3 separate regions of the Mus musculus genome follow, and all the other regions are linked to region 1. The links are chromatin contacts, called in public HiChIP or PLAC-seq and Micro-C maps. All regions are on one chromosome and are shown on one strand. The core of a region is the stretch at or near the end of the contact, and the rest is flanking DNA. Distances in the headings are between cores, read along the strand shown. Region 1 holds the start of Adam10 (a disintegrin and metallopeptidase domain 10). Region 2 overlaps Lipc (lipase, hepatic). Region 3 overlaps Lipc (lipase, hepatic).

Region 1 (4,198 bases), core at 646-3,145:
ATCAAAATAGTTCCAAAAGGCAATTTTCATTTTACAAGGGAAATGCCAAGGTTACAAAGAATTTTGAAATAACCTTGCCAAAGTCTATCAGCTTTTAAGAGGCAGGGGTGGGAGTCAAACTCAAGTGGGTTGTGATGCATGGCATCAATGCAGACCTTACCCCGGTACATTTTCTCACTTTCCTCTTCACTTGTGAAAATGCCAGTAATGGAATTAAGACTTTAAGCAAAGCAATAGTCCAAACTTGTAACATGAAAATACCATTCATTATTCATTCATATTTTTAAAGAAAAGAAACAGCATTTTAGATGTAAACTCCTGCGATTTCTTTGAATTAAAAAAGAAAATGATCTTTGCTTATGATTATTAGAATTGATTATAAACAATACTACCTAATATCAAACTTGTCACAGAGATGGATTAATAACTCAAAAAGTCAAAACTTCTACTGCCTGTGAGTACATAAGGCAGAAACAGCGCATGTGATAAGCAACATGTCTGCAGGTTACTCAGAATAGACACTTTACAAAAGGAAAAAGAAATAACAGCATTCAGTTACTCTGTATTGATTTTATATGCTTCAGTAGAAACGAATGGACAGGACAATCATGATGATGTGGGAAGTTCTGACTGCAGTATTGAGTTTAGTAATGTGAAGCAAAACAACAATTCATTTTTCAAAACAATTAAAATAAGTATATTCCTTAAGTAAGGTGTGACGGTGCATGGAAGATGGGAGGAATCAGAAGTTCATGTTTACCCTTGGCCTCATAACCACTCAAAGAATAACCTGGGATAATTAGATGAGAGATGGGAGATGGGGGTGGGAAAAGTATTCTCATCTTTATTTCTGTTTTCTTTAAAAACCACATTATCTACATTAACAATGTAGGTTGTAGAAAATATATAGGGCGGAAGTAAAAGGTTTGCAATTTATTCTTATTATCAATAATATAAACTCATATTCTTTGAGTCAACCGAAGCAGAGTTAAGTATGATGAAGACGTTGTAGTTCTTTTTTTTTTTCATTTATTCATTCGCGTTACATCCGAAGAGCAGCCCCGCTCCTCTCCTCCCAGTCCCACCCTTACAAATCCCTCCTCCCATTACTCCTAAAGTTGTAGTTCTTGAATACGAGTATAAAGAATCAAAGCGAGTAAATGAGAAGTCAAATACCGGTTTTGTAGAAGTTGGCATGAAGGAGGTATGAGGGAAACAGACTAACAAGCGAGCATTTTCTGAGCTGGAGACTAAGGACCACCGGCTTATTTATTTATTTATTTATTATTATGGCTAAGGCCTAGTAGGTGACATACATTTGCTAATGGTTCGGGAAGATACCCCTTTGGGTATTTTTTTCTTCCTGTTGGATCTTTCCTTTTATGTTCCCATCAGAGCTGTGTATCGCGGCTAAAATCATGGTTTGCTGGGACTGCTTTTGTTTACTTGGCAGCTGCAGAGCTTCAAAAGAAACAGATAGAGAAGCAAGGAAAACCTCTAGTTTTTTGGAGGCGAAGAAGCCGAAAGCCCTTCTTGACAGCTTCGGGGTAGGGTGTGATTCCAAGAGACAGTCCTTAACAGCTGGAAGAACCAGGTAGCACTTTCACAGGGAAAAGAGCGCTCCCGCCCGGGGCGGTGGGCGGAGTCTCCAGCGGCCCCGCCCTCCCAGGCCAATCCCTGCTCTCCGCCAGCGGACAGGAAGCAGCGGCGGGGCCTAGCGGCCCGGGCGCTCGCCTCGGCACGCATGCGCATTATCCCGGGGCGCTTGGGGGAGCAGGGCGGGGCGGGAGGCAGGGGTGCGGCCTCGCGAGTGTATTGGGTGCCGTCGCGTCACGTGGCGAGAAAGGAGGCGGAGGGCCGCGGCTCAGGGAAGGGGCTGAGACCAGGCGAAGAGCGAGGGCAGGGAAGCGGGGAAGGGAGGAAGGAAGAGGCCGAGGGGGAGGGAGGGCCCTGTTTTGGCGGAGCAGGGCGCGCGGCTGGGCCCCTGAAGTGGAGCGAGAGGGAGGCGCTTCGCCGGGTGCCACTGCCGGGGAGGCTCGTCGGGACCCAGCGCCGGTCGCGGCTCCCTCAGGATCGATGCACCGCGGTTAACCCGTGAGGAGGCGGCGGCCGGGGAAGATGGTGTTGCCGACAGTGTTAATTCTGCTCCTCTCCTGGGCGGCGGGGCTGGGAGGTGAGACACGACCCCGGGCGGCGACGGAGCGGCGGTCGGTCGGGCCGAGCGCAGCGTCGCGGAGCCGGGCCGCGCGTGTCAGGTCTCCTCGGCTTCTGTCAGCTCTCTCAGCTCGCCTCAGCCGACCCCGAGCGACGCTCCCCGCGCGCTATTGTCCCTCGCGCGCCCCGACCGCGCTCCCGCCGGCGGCGGCCCGAGCAGGCTGCGGAGCCCCGGGCCAGGCCTTCCCCGCCCCCACGGCCCGGCGGCCCTGCCTGCCCGGCTTCTCGCGCCGCTTTCCCCGGGAGCGGCGGAGCCCAGGCCAGCCGCCCTCGCGCACTCCGCAGCCACCTCAGCCCTGCCGGGGTCCGAGCCCCGGGACCGCGCAGACTCGCAGCAACTTGCGAGGTTGGCAGCGCGGCGGGAGCATTGTTCTGCAAGCGAGCGAGCGGACCCGGGCCGGGTGTCGGACGCCGGTGTGCGTGTCCCACCCGAGTGCCTTCCCTCCGCCTCGTGCTCTTTTCGGAGTGTTTGTAGCCAGCGCGCCGGAGGTTGTGTGTGTGTGTGTGTCTGTCGTTCTGTCTGTCTGTCTTCTGTCTCCCCGGGGCAAGACTTTAGTTGACTGAGGAGAAGGGCAAGCCGTTTTAGGATGCTCTTCGATCCATCTGTCTTTTTGAGTTGAGTCCACAGAGAAGCAAGACCGACCCTTCCTGGGCGAACCAACTTGCAGAGTTTTCTTAAACTCTCAGGTGGAGCAGACGTACTGCTTAGTCAGAGGATTGTCAGGGCTGTGCTCCCTCCCCCTGCAAATTGGAGTTCACTGTTGCTTCAAGTTTCCTGATGCTTCGGGTTTGAGACAGCGGTATTTCATTCCCAGGCTTTCCTAGGACAGGTTGCATGATTATTTTGTTCCTATGAGAAAGTGCTTTACCATAGGTAAGCTAATTTGCCGCCCAAGTGTCTGGAGAGAGGTTAGCTTAAAAGCATTGAATTGGAAACAACCCCCAGAACTTCCAGGGGTGCTTCGGATGGTTGTCAGCAGCCTAATTTGATACTTTAGAAAATATCCTAGTGTTTTCTGTAGTGTATTGTCTGTGTTCATCCCTTTGTCTCATTGACTTAAACTGCAGGACCCAGCCTATTTTTGTCTGGCATTCTGCTTACTCTGAAGTTGGTTTTGTGTACTCAGTTTCTGTTGTTGTGTGTACTATTCATTTATTAAGTACACATTTTAGATGACAGCCACTAATAGATGCTTATTTTTGTTTTGTTTTTGTTTTTTGTTTTTTTTAAGAACCAGATTGCAGACCGTTTGTAAAGAGCCTCTTTATTTAACATTTGTATTTCTGTAACACGGCTTATAGTCCTGGCTGGCTGTTTTCACTTTTTGTGATTATGGTCAGGAATTAGACACTGTTCTCTATGAGGTAATAAAATCTAAGTTAAATGTGATACACTTTGATAAGTAGTGATACAAAATGCCTTTTATTAAGGAAAACTAAAACCAATGTGGCCTGTTGTTTGGGGAAAAAAGTAAATTAACAGCATAAGCATTGTGGGTGAAGAGTTTTATTCAGATCTTTGGAGTTTCTTTCTGCACTAAGTAATGATTCAAAGGCCAGGTTTTGTTGTGCTTCTGCTAAAAACTTAAAAAAAAAATAAAAGTTTTCACTTAAGTATTATGTCAAATTTGTAATACTTGAGTATGTAGGTATATTTATAATTTGGGGCTGTGGAATGTAGCCCAGTGGCAATTGCCTAGCAAGGCCATGCAAGGCTTTGGATTCAACATCTCTGTTTAAGGCCCAAAACTCCTCCTATGTTTATTTGTAACTCATTATACTATATGCTGGGTTTTTTTTTTTTATCTGAACTGAATCGCATATAGCTAAGTTTATATATTTTTGTGATGTTTTGTAGGCTAGTGTGCATTCAAACTTAGTAGATATTGGCTGTAGTGCATTGGAAAGTTGAATGTTTGTAAGGTTAGGGTAGTTGTAGAAATACAGAACTTTAAGGTATAAGCCATGTTCAGGTGAAACTAAA
Region 2 (4,198 bases), core at 920-3,419, 220 kb after region 1:
TAGAATCGCCTGGGAGACACACCTAGCAGACACGTCTTGAAGTGGGGAGACCCACCCTAAACGAGGGTAGCACCATCCCATGAGATGGGATTCTGGACTGAAAAACAGGAGTGCTGAGCACCATCGCTTATCCTTGGGGCTTCCTGACTGTGGATGCCACGTAACCATCTGCTTTCTACTCCTGCCTCCCTTACCTTCTAGTCATGAACTTGAACCCTCAGCTGGGAGCCACAGTAAACCCTTCCTCTCCTAAGCTGCTCTTCTCATATAGTTTGTCAAACGACAAGAAGAGTTACAATTACACCCATCGACTAGTAAGTAACTAAAAGGCTTTAAACCTCCGTTTCTTTCATTGTAAACCTCATAGGACTGTTGTAACAAGGACAGGAAATACATTAATAAGCTAAAAGGTAAATGCATTAAATGGAACAAACAAATAACAGAACCCTGTGTCTGGCACTCAACTGTCCTGATTTTTAGAATTTAAGTCATCGTAAGGATCTATTTATATTTTCAATGTATGGCTGTTGTACATCTCACCTCTAAGTTAGATGTCTTCAGTAAAGGACTAAAGGCTGGGGTGTGTGCTGAGTGGGGCCTTATCTTTAGGGTTCAAACTGCTCAAAAGCACTGTAGTAGCAAGCCAGGAAGCTTGACGTTTGCTGGGGAGTCTTGGCTCAGCCAGGCGTCCATGTTCTCGACCTCTCTGTTTTGGAAAGAGTTTTTGGGGAGAGCTTGCTCCTCCTCCTCCCGTTCCTGCTCCCCCCCAGGACCCCCCTTCTCACTGATCAGAATCTACTGGTCCCACTTTTCCTAGAGGGCAAGGCCACCTCCTCCACGGAGTCTTTCAAAGGTCTTTACTCTGGGCTTTAAGTGGACAAGGACTCTAGGAACAGTTCTGGAAGCCCCCCATTGCCTTCTCTGTCCATCTCCTTGGTGAATGGCAAATGAGGCAGCCCCAACAGCCCAGTCTGTCTCCCTGGGCCAGTAGGGGTGCCATTTTCTGGAAATCAACATGATCTTTAGTTTAAATGGTTTGGAAGGCTGGATACATTGGTACATGCTTGTAATCCCAGCAGGTTGAGGGCAGAGGTGGGAGAAACCTGAGTTGAAGGACAACCTGAATTATTAACTCGTGAGACCCTGTCACTGAAAAACCATGACCTTAGGCTCAAAGATAAATCCTCCTCTGCCCAGAAAGAAGAACGGACAACATTCATTCTTTTTCAATCAGCACTCTGTGAATAATTGGTACTTTGGTGGGCCATGGCAGCGAGCACGGGACTCCATTACTCTAATGTGTTCATTAAGCCTCACCACCCCCCCACCCCTCACCCCCGTCCCTAAGAAAAACAGGAACACTTTTGAGTCACGTTGATGTTTACCCTACCTCCTCATGGCAGTCTAGAGCAAGCATGATAACCTTGGGCAGGAAAATTGAACTGCACTGGGTAAACACATCTGTGTGAACATCTGCGGCTGTGGAAACAAGTGGGCATGAGGTGAAGGCTTGCCTAGAGAGTTCAAGGATCACAGCTGGAGAAGCCAGCTTACTAGAACTGGCTTGAAAAGCACATAAACCTTAAAGAGGTAAAAAGGTGACCAACTTAGCAGGGCTCCCTGGAGTTTGATTGGTGGCCCTGTAGGTCTGGGTCTATCAACTTGGGCCATCTTTAGAACTGAACATTGATGGGCTAGGCTAGGCTTTTGTGTTATTTCAATGATCCAGTGCAGAGGGAACCACAGTCACAGTTAAATGGAACCTGGATGATTTATTGACCAGAAATCCTCTGTGTCTGGCCCCAAGGCTAGAGAAGTTAATTAATGCTGGAGACCATTTTGAGGTCTCCAGACTCAGCTTCTTGGGAAAGGGCATCACATTTAGGTTGGAGGTCAATTACTTTGGTGGTGCTTCTAGCTTCAGAGTGTATCCAAGACTCACAAGGACTTGCTGTAAAACTCACAAAGGACTTGCTGGCTGTATCCCCTGAACTTTCTGATCTCTTAGGTCAGAGTGAGACCCCAAAGTGACAAGTCTAACAAGTTCCAGGTGTTGCTGCTGACCATGTTGGGGCCACACTTTGAAAGTCTCTATGGTGGAGAACACAGGCCTGATGCTGAGAAGAGAGGTGAGAGTGTAGGAGGTGACAAGGAACCTGGGTTCCGCTCTAGGCTCTGTTGTAGCTACTCATGCATGGGCAATGCAGAAAGCAGGAAGCTGGTGGCTTCCTCTATATCAGGGTGATGTTGACTGTGTCACCTTTCCCTCAGGACTGAGTGGGACAATCACTGATGTCTGCACTGGTCTCTCAGCACAGATGTTACATCTCACACATGTTATTACAGCTGATCTGTTCAGCTGATCTGTTCAACACTCCAAGGAAGTGGATCTTACTGGTTTTGTTTCATATTCTTAGAAACCAGAGGTCAGGGGCCCATGAGATGGTTTAGCAGGTAAAGGTGCTTGTGGTTAAGCCTGATAACCTGTATCCAAGCCCTGGAACCCATGTGGTGGAAGGAGAGAATTGACTCCTAAAAGACCCTGACTACATGTACACTGTAGCATGACGGACACACACACACACAGACACACACACACACACACACACACACACACACACATGCATCCACACGAGTACACACATACATGCCACAAGTAATAAATAAAATGCAATAAAAGAAAAAGAAAATGAAGAAAGGAAAAGGAAGGAAAGAAACCTGAGCTCAGAAACGTATGATTTCATTAAAGGAAATTCCTGTGTCCAAGGCTGCTATCCAAGGCACACAAGCCATAATGAGAAAAATGGTATGCAGTCTAGCAGAGCTCAGGGGATTGGCTGCTGTTCCTGTAGGTCTGAAGTTGTCAGTCTGGGCTGCTTTTAGGTCCAGATATTGATTGGTGTGCATAATCACCCAGGCAAGCACCCCATATACTTGTACAGCTCTGAGTCTCATTGGGAAAACCTGTGAACACTGAGACTGGCCAGACATGGGTGGTATTCAACATAAAGGCATGCTTGGGGAACAAAATCCCTGTGCTGCGGGGAACAAAATCCCTGTGCTACGGGGAGCTAACCCCAATTATTCAGGTCTGGGCAGAATGGTAGGTTTCAGAAGAAAACACAACACACCGATGACTCAGTTGCTCTGTCTGAGAATGGGCCACTCTGATACAATGTGGGCGTTAATTAGGAGGAGAAAGGAGCAAACAACCCCTAGGCAGACCAAGGGGCCCTGTACCAGCCTGCCTAGAGCCCAGGGATGCTGCCTCTCTGAGAGCCGGGCACCAGATCACAAGCTCGGCAGCTGACTCACTAGCTTTGAAGCAACAAGGCCCATGCGAGGGGCGGAGGGGAGGCCTCTGTATCAGTTACATTACTTCTTGTTGTGACAGAATACTTGAGAAAAACAACCTCAAGAAGAAAGGGTTAACTCTGATTCATCATTCGAGGGTACTGGATATCATTGTGGGGACGTCACAGTGGCAGAAACTTGAAGCAGCAGCTTACACTGTACACGTCACCAGGAATCAGAGAATGAAGAATGGTGGCACCCAGCTCACCTTTCCCTTTTTATTCAGTCAAGGATTCTAGCCCAGGGAAACAATCTCCCTTGCAGTCATGCCAGAAGATGTACTTCCATTATAGGTCTAAATCAGGCCAAGTTGACAAGATTAACCATCACATTACCATTTGGGAGCCAATATGGTCAAACCAGACATTGTGAATTCAAGAGCAACTCAGGTGGGCTTGCAAACCCATGAGGCCTATGAACAACAGCTTTGCCCCTCAAGCCAGGAAGCTCCTGAGAAACATGTCCCTTTTGGTTCTCTGTAACTGTTTGGTCTGGGGTCAGTGGAACTGTTAGCCATGGAAGTCTACTTTAGCTCTTAGTTCTGATCTCCTCTGTAGGCCATGCTTTTTTTAGATACCTGATTCCCCCCTCCCCCAGGGTAAGTGGATATTTGAATAAGAACACAACAGATGAAAAATATTTGAAAGAATTTGATGAAATGTCATGTCAAAGTTTATTGGGAAGGGATGACGATTGTCACCGCTGTTATATACAGGTAGGAATGCTGGAGAACAAATTGCATTCTAGAAGCTGAAGTTGTGAAGGGCAGACAAGACAATGAACCTTTGAAAAGTGCTTTATAATCTGGAATTGTTCTTAGGATAAGTATGCACACAACAATTGG
Region 3 (4,198 bases), core at 432-2,931, 140 kb after region 1:
GAACTAATTCATTGAGACACCATGTTTCAAAAGAAAACAAAACAAAACAAAACAAAAACCCAAACAAACCCAAAACAAAAACAAGATGGAGGCTGTCTCTTGGTTTCAGTATTTATCTCCACACATATGCCATCTAAACATACATGTACTCACATAGACACACAGACACACACATAGACACAGATACACACACACACACACACACACACACACACACACACACACACGCATGTGCAAGCACGCACACATGAAATGCTAAGGTATATTACATATACCCTCCTGTGGCTCTGAAGAGTGAAAGCCCCTAAAGGTGGAAAGTTCTAGAAAGGAGAGAACAACAGATAGAGCTAGGACAGCTCTCACAAGGGCTAGTGCCCCTGGAAGAGCTTCCTGGGTCACTCGGTGCTCCCCCCACCCCCCCCCCGCCCTCTGAGACCCTCTGAACTGCCATGGGGGAGCAGCTGTCTGGGAACCATCAGCTCTCCAAAAGGCCTTTGACAGCCCGCATCTGGGCCTCTAGCCTTGCTGTGTGAGCACGCATATGAGCTGTATGAGGATCTCCTGGAGGCCCCAGGAGAGTGTGAGGAATAGGCTGAGGCTCCGGGCTGTGATTTTCCCTTCTTACCGTTTAAGCCATGCTCTGCAATGTGTTTGTAGAGTTCCAGGAAGTGGCAGCCAGGCTGGAAGGAGCCCCCATTGGGGTAGAAGTCATAGTGGGCAATGGGCTGCTTGATGCCCACACTCAAGCCCATGTGCTCCCTGGTAAAGGTATGAATGGCGTCCACAAAATTGGCATCATCAGGAGAAAGGCGCTCGTTGGGGGACGTTCCCTCAAACATAGGGCCCGCAGGGTCCAGCCCTGAGAGGGAAATGCAAGCCGGGTTAAGTTAGTGGTGGGGGGAGGGCAGAAGGCTCTCCTCTGAGCTCTTTGATCCTTTCACCTTTCTGAGCTAGAAGGAAGAAGGTGCTTGGAGCTTCTCTAGAACTTCTTCCTGCAACCGCCCTTTGGTGTAAAGCCATGGTAATTCATGGCTCTGAAAGTTACCCAGGTCAGGCATTGTTCTAAGGGGAAAGAGCTTTGCAGAGAGGATCAGAACGAACAGTGAGGTTATGAGTGAATGCTTGATTTATTTAAGCAAATCAATTTTAAGTGCCTCCCCTGGTAGTTTCCACAGCATCTGTTTGCATAAAAAGCAGCAGCCCACGGCGCTCGTTCTGTGCAGTTCTGACTTGGGTGAAGTAAGAATTTGTTTGCCTGTGTGTTGTCAGTAGTCTCGAACAAGCTGGCTTCCTACGCTCATGTCATCCTATAGAACGTCCAGAACAAAACCTTAGGAAGGGGTGGAAATGTGGCCGTGTAGGGCCTTTGCAAGCTCAGCCTCCAAGTGACAGACATGCTCCCAGGAACAAGCCGGATTCTGGCTGACTGCTTGGGGGAGGGTTTTATGTATGCACCCTGGGCTCTCCTCATGACTTGTCTGAAGGGACCTTTGGTGGCAGGCCTCAGTCCAGGGCTACCATCTTTGCTGTAGGCAAGGAAGGAACTGTCAGTGAGCAGCAGTGAGGTCACCTGCTGTCCAGCCCACCTGCAGCCAGTGGTGAGATCCACTATTCTTTAGGCTAACAGCAGCAAGATGACTCCAGAGTAAGGAGCCTCCTGCTGTCTCCTGTGTGGGTGGCCTGATTACTCTGCTGGGATGTAACAATGCCAGCTGGAATGGGGAGGGCCAGGGCGAGGCCTGATAATGGCTCACTTTGTGAGATCCTTTGTTTTGTTTTTCCATTGTGTGTGTGTGTGTGTGTGTGTAGTGAGCATGATTATATGTGTGTAGGTACTGCTGTGTGTGTCTGTGTGTGTAGTGAGCATGATTATATGTGTGTAGGTACTACTGTGTGTGTATGTGCATGTTTACATGTGTGTGGGCACCCTTGTGTGTGTGTGGTGAGCATGATTACATGTGTGTGGGTACTGCTGTGTGTGTGCATGTTTACATGTGTATGGGCACCCTTGTGTGTGCTTTGTGTATGTGTGTGTGTGTGTGTGTGGTGAGCATCATTACATGTTTGTAATCATGAAAGGTGAAATGTATGTGTCTGTGAATGTTTACATGTGTGTAGGCACCCTTGTGTAAGTGTGTGTGTGTGTGGTGAGCATGATTATATGTGTGCAGGTACTGCTGTGTGTGTGTGCATGTTTACATGTGTATGGGCACCCTTGTGTGTGCTTTGTGTGTGTGTGTGTGTGGTGAGCATGATTACATGTGTGTAGGTACTGCTGTGTGTGTGCTTGTTTACGTGTGTGTGTGTGTGTGTGTGTGTGTGTGTGTGTGCACATGACACCTGGAGATTGATGTCTGGAATCATCCTTGATTGTTCTTTGACTGTATTCAGTGAGGGTCTCCCAAAAAGCCCAGAGCTTACAGGAATTACAGGTGGGATACCGTACCCCTTGACCTTGATGCACATTGTTAGCATCTGGGGATCCTAACAAATTCTGGTCCCCAAGTTTGCTCAGCAAGCAATATCCCCACTTTGTGGGATTCTGACCTCTCTAGCAATGCCTTCTTGGTGAGGCATTTATGCACACTGGAGTTAGGAGTGTCAAGCTAGAGATAGAACTGAAGGCTAGCCTGGGCTACAGGAGATGAAGTCTCAAAAACAAGAACATAAATAAAAACAACAAAAACAGAAAAAAGTTTCTTATTAAAAAGTGTAATTAGAATCTTCTCTTGGAACCATGTGGAACAGCTAGGAGAAGGGTCAGAGCGCAGAGCTGTCCTTTGTTCTGCGCTCTCATGGGATAGCAGCAATTGCTGACAGAAGGCGTGTTAGGGAGTGCTCAGTGTTACCCCTCAGCGATCAGGACCACAAGCATAGTGAGCAGGTGCGTGCTCCCTGCTTCCCGCAGCCCTGGAGCTTGTGTAGGGTTATCCATCAGTCATACCTGTGATTCTTCCAATCTTGTTCTTCCCGTCCATGGAGCTGCCTGCGAACCCTGAGACGTGCGCTCCCAGGCTGTACCCAATTAGGTGAACTTTGCTCCGAGAAAACTTCGCAGATTCCTGCAAGACGAGGCAAGCGGGTGGAGTGGAGGGATGAGGACGAGAGCCTTCCATAGGGCCTGCTTCCACGGGGCACCCATCCATGCTTGGCACTGCCCACAGATCAGGTGTTCGATTATGGGAAACTGGCTTGTCACCTCACTGGCTGTCATCTTGGGTGATGGGGTGGGGTGGGGGTGGCTGTTCTTGGAGATGTCCTGGTGATTACTGCCTCCTGCCTGCCTGGTTTTGCCTGGTCATTGATGCCCTGCAGAATGTCTTTGTCTTTCAAGGCTGTCATTACAGGTGGGATGCCACACTTGTGTGGGATTGATGGCTTCCAAGTGCGTTTGGATTCCTTAGGAGAGATGTATCTAAAATCTTGAATTCTCCAAGCTCTACTGAGTGAAGTATAGTTGTCCCAGGCTACACTGGGGCATCCAAACTGGGGCCCACAGGCTTCAAGAACGTATATACATTTGTTCTGTATGACACTGTGAGAGGACATTGTCATTTGCAAGGCTCATGCTGGATAAATGCATTTAAAGTTTAAATATCTCAAGGAAAATCTCAATTTTTCTTTTCCCAATGTTTAAAAAATATTATGATATGTTTGTGTGTGCGCACACACATATGTGTGATGTCAGAGGGCAACTTAAGGGAGTTAGTTCTCTCTTTCTACCATGGGGGTTTTGGGGATTGAATTTAGGTCTTCAGGTTTTACAGCAGGGGCCTAAGCTTGCTTAGTCAGTTCACTCGGCTCTCATTATGCTTTATGATGTTGAATTGGACTGCATTCATCGCTATCCATATGCTCCAGTCTGCTTTCTGATGCTGTGATAAAATGCTGACCAAAAGCAACTTGGAGAGGAAAGGGTTTATTTTAGCCTACAGCTTACAGTCTGTCCTGAAGGGAAACCAGGGCAGGGATGTGGATTTAGGACTAAACCAGAAGCAATGGAGGAATTCTACTTCCCGACTTTCTTATACAGCTCAGTACCTCCTGCCCAGGGCTGGCACCATCCACAGAGGTCATCCCACTCCAATAATTAATGATGGTGGTGGTGGTGGTGGTGGTGGTGGTGGTGGTGGTGATGGTGATGATAAAATGCCCCCACAGGCTTATCTACTGGCTAATTTGACAGAGGCATTTTCTC

Evidence for each region. Hi-C and Micro-C count contacts between places; a contact is called where the count stands out from the background. HiChIP or PLAC-seq counts read pairs in DNA pulled down with a chosen protein or histone mark.
Region 2: a contact with region 1 is called in an H3K4me3 HiChIP or PLAC-seq map of the 230-238 cell line, with 23 read pairs. The contact joins the enhancer-like site here to the promoter of Adam10 in region 1. A contact is called at or near these places in 6 of 39 promoter capture datasets (the C10 cell line, the HPC-7 cell line, embryonic stem cells and 2 more), 1 of 15 datasets of contacts at CTCF or cohesin (large pre-B cells), 3 of 484 Hi-C or Micro-C datasets (bone marrow-derived macrophages, epidermal suprabasal cells and erythroblasts), 21 of 115 datasets of contacts at active chromatin or transcription factors (the 230-238 cell line, the HPC-7 cell line, bone marrow-derived macrophages and 11 more) and 3 of 9 other capture datasets (embryonic stem cells, liver and macrophages).
Region 3: a contact with region 1 is called in a Micro-C map of embryonic stem cells, with 1.8 times the contacts expected there. The contact joins the enhancer-like site here to the promoter of Adam10 in region 1. A contact is called at or near these places in 11 of 39 promoter capture datasets (the C10 cell line, the HPC-7 cell line, embryonic stem cells and 5 more), 1 of 15 datasets of contacts at CTCF or cohesin (large pre-B cells), 3 of 484 Hi-C or Micro-C datasets (bone marrow-derived macrophages, embryonic stem cells and pre-B cells), 18 of 115 datasets of contacts at active chromatin or transcription factors (the 230-238 cell line, the HPC-7 cell line, acute myeloid leukemia and 8 more) and 3 of 9 other capture datasets (adipose tissue, embryonic stem cells and macrophages).

Annotation. Positions count from the first base shown.
Region 1 is chr9:70,677,087-70,681,284 of GRCm38.p6, forward strand. It overlaps Adam10 (a disintegrin and metallopeptidase domain 10), which reads left to right and starts at 1,896. Exons shown (of 16, transcript NM_007399.4): 1 at 1,896-2,173. The coding sequence starts at 2,119.
Region 2 is chr9:70,892,207-70,896,404 of GRCm38.p6, forward strand. All of the region lies in intron 1 of Lipc (lipase, hepatic), which reads right to left. Among named protein-coding and RNA genes, the nearest start is that of Gm32017, 20 kb to the right of the region's middle. Within about 2 kb of position 2,170, at least 29 of the 459 cell types and tissues checked have an H3K27ac peak or open chromatin away from gene starts, as enhancers often do. A contact at or near this core is called in the 230-238 cell line, the HPC-7 cell line and pro-B cells, where this site is marked.
Region 3 is chr9:70,815,905-70,820,102 of GRCm38.p6, forward strand. Lipc (lipase, hepatic) reads right to left here. Exons shown (of 9, transcript NM_008280.2): 4 at 2,945-3,062; 5 at 626-859. Among named protein-coding and RNA genes, the nearest start is that of Gm32017, 96 kb to the right of the region's middle. Within about 2 kb of position 1,682, at least 50 of the 459 cell types and tissues checked have an H3K27ac peak or open chromatin away from gene starts, as enhancers often do. A contact at or near this core is called in embryonic stem cells, extraembryonic endoderm stem cells, hippocampal neurons and 1 more, where this site is marked.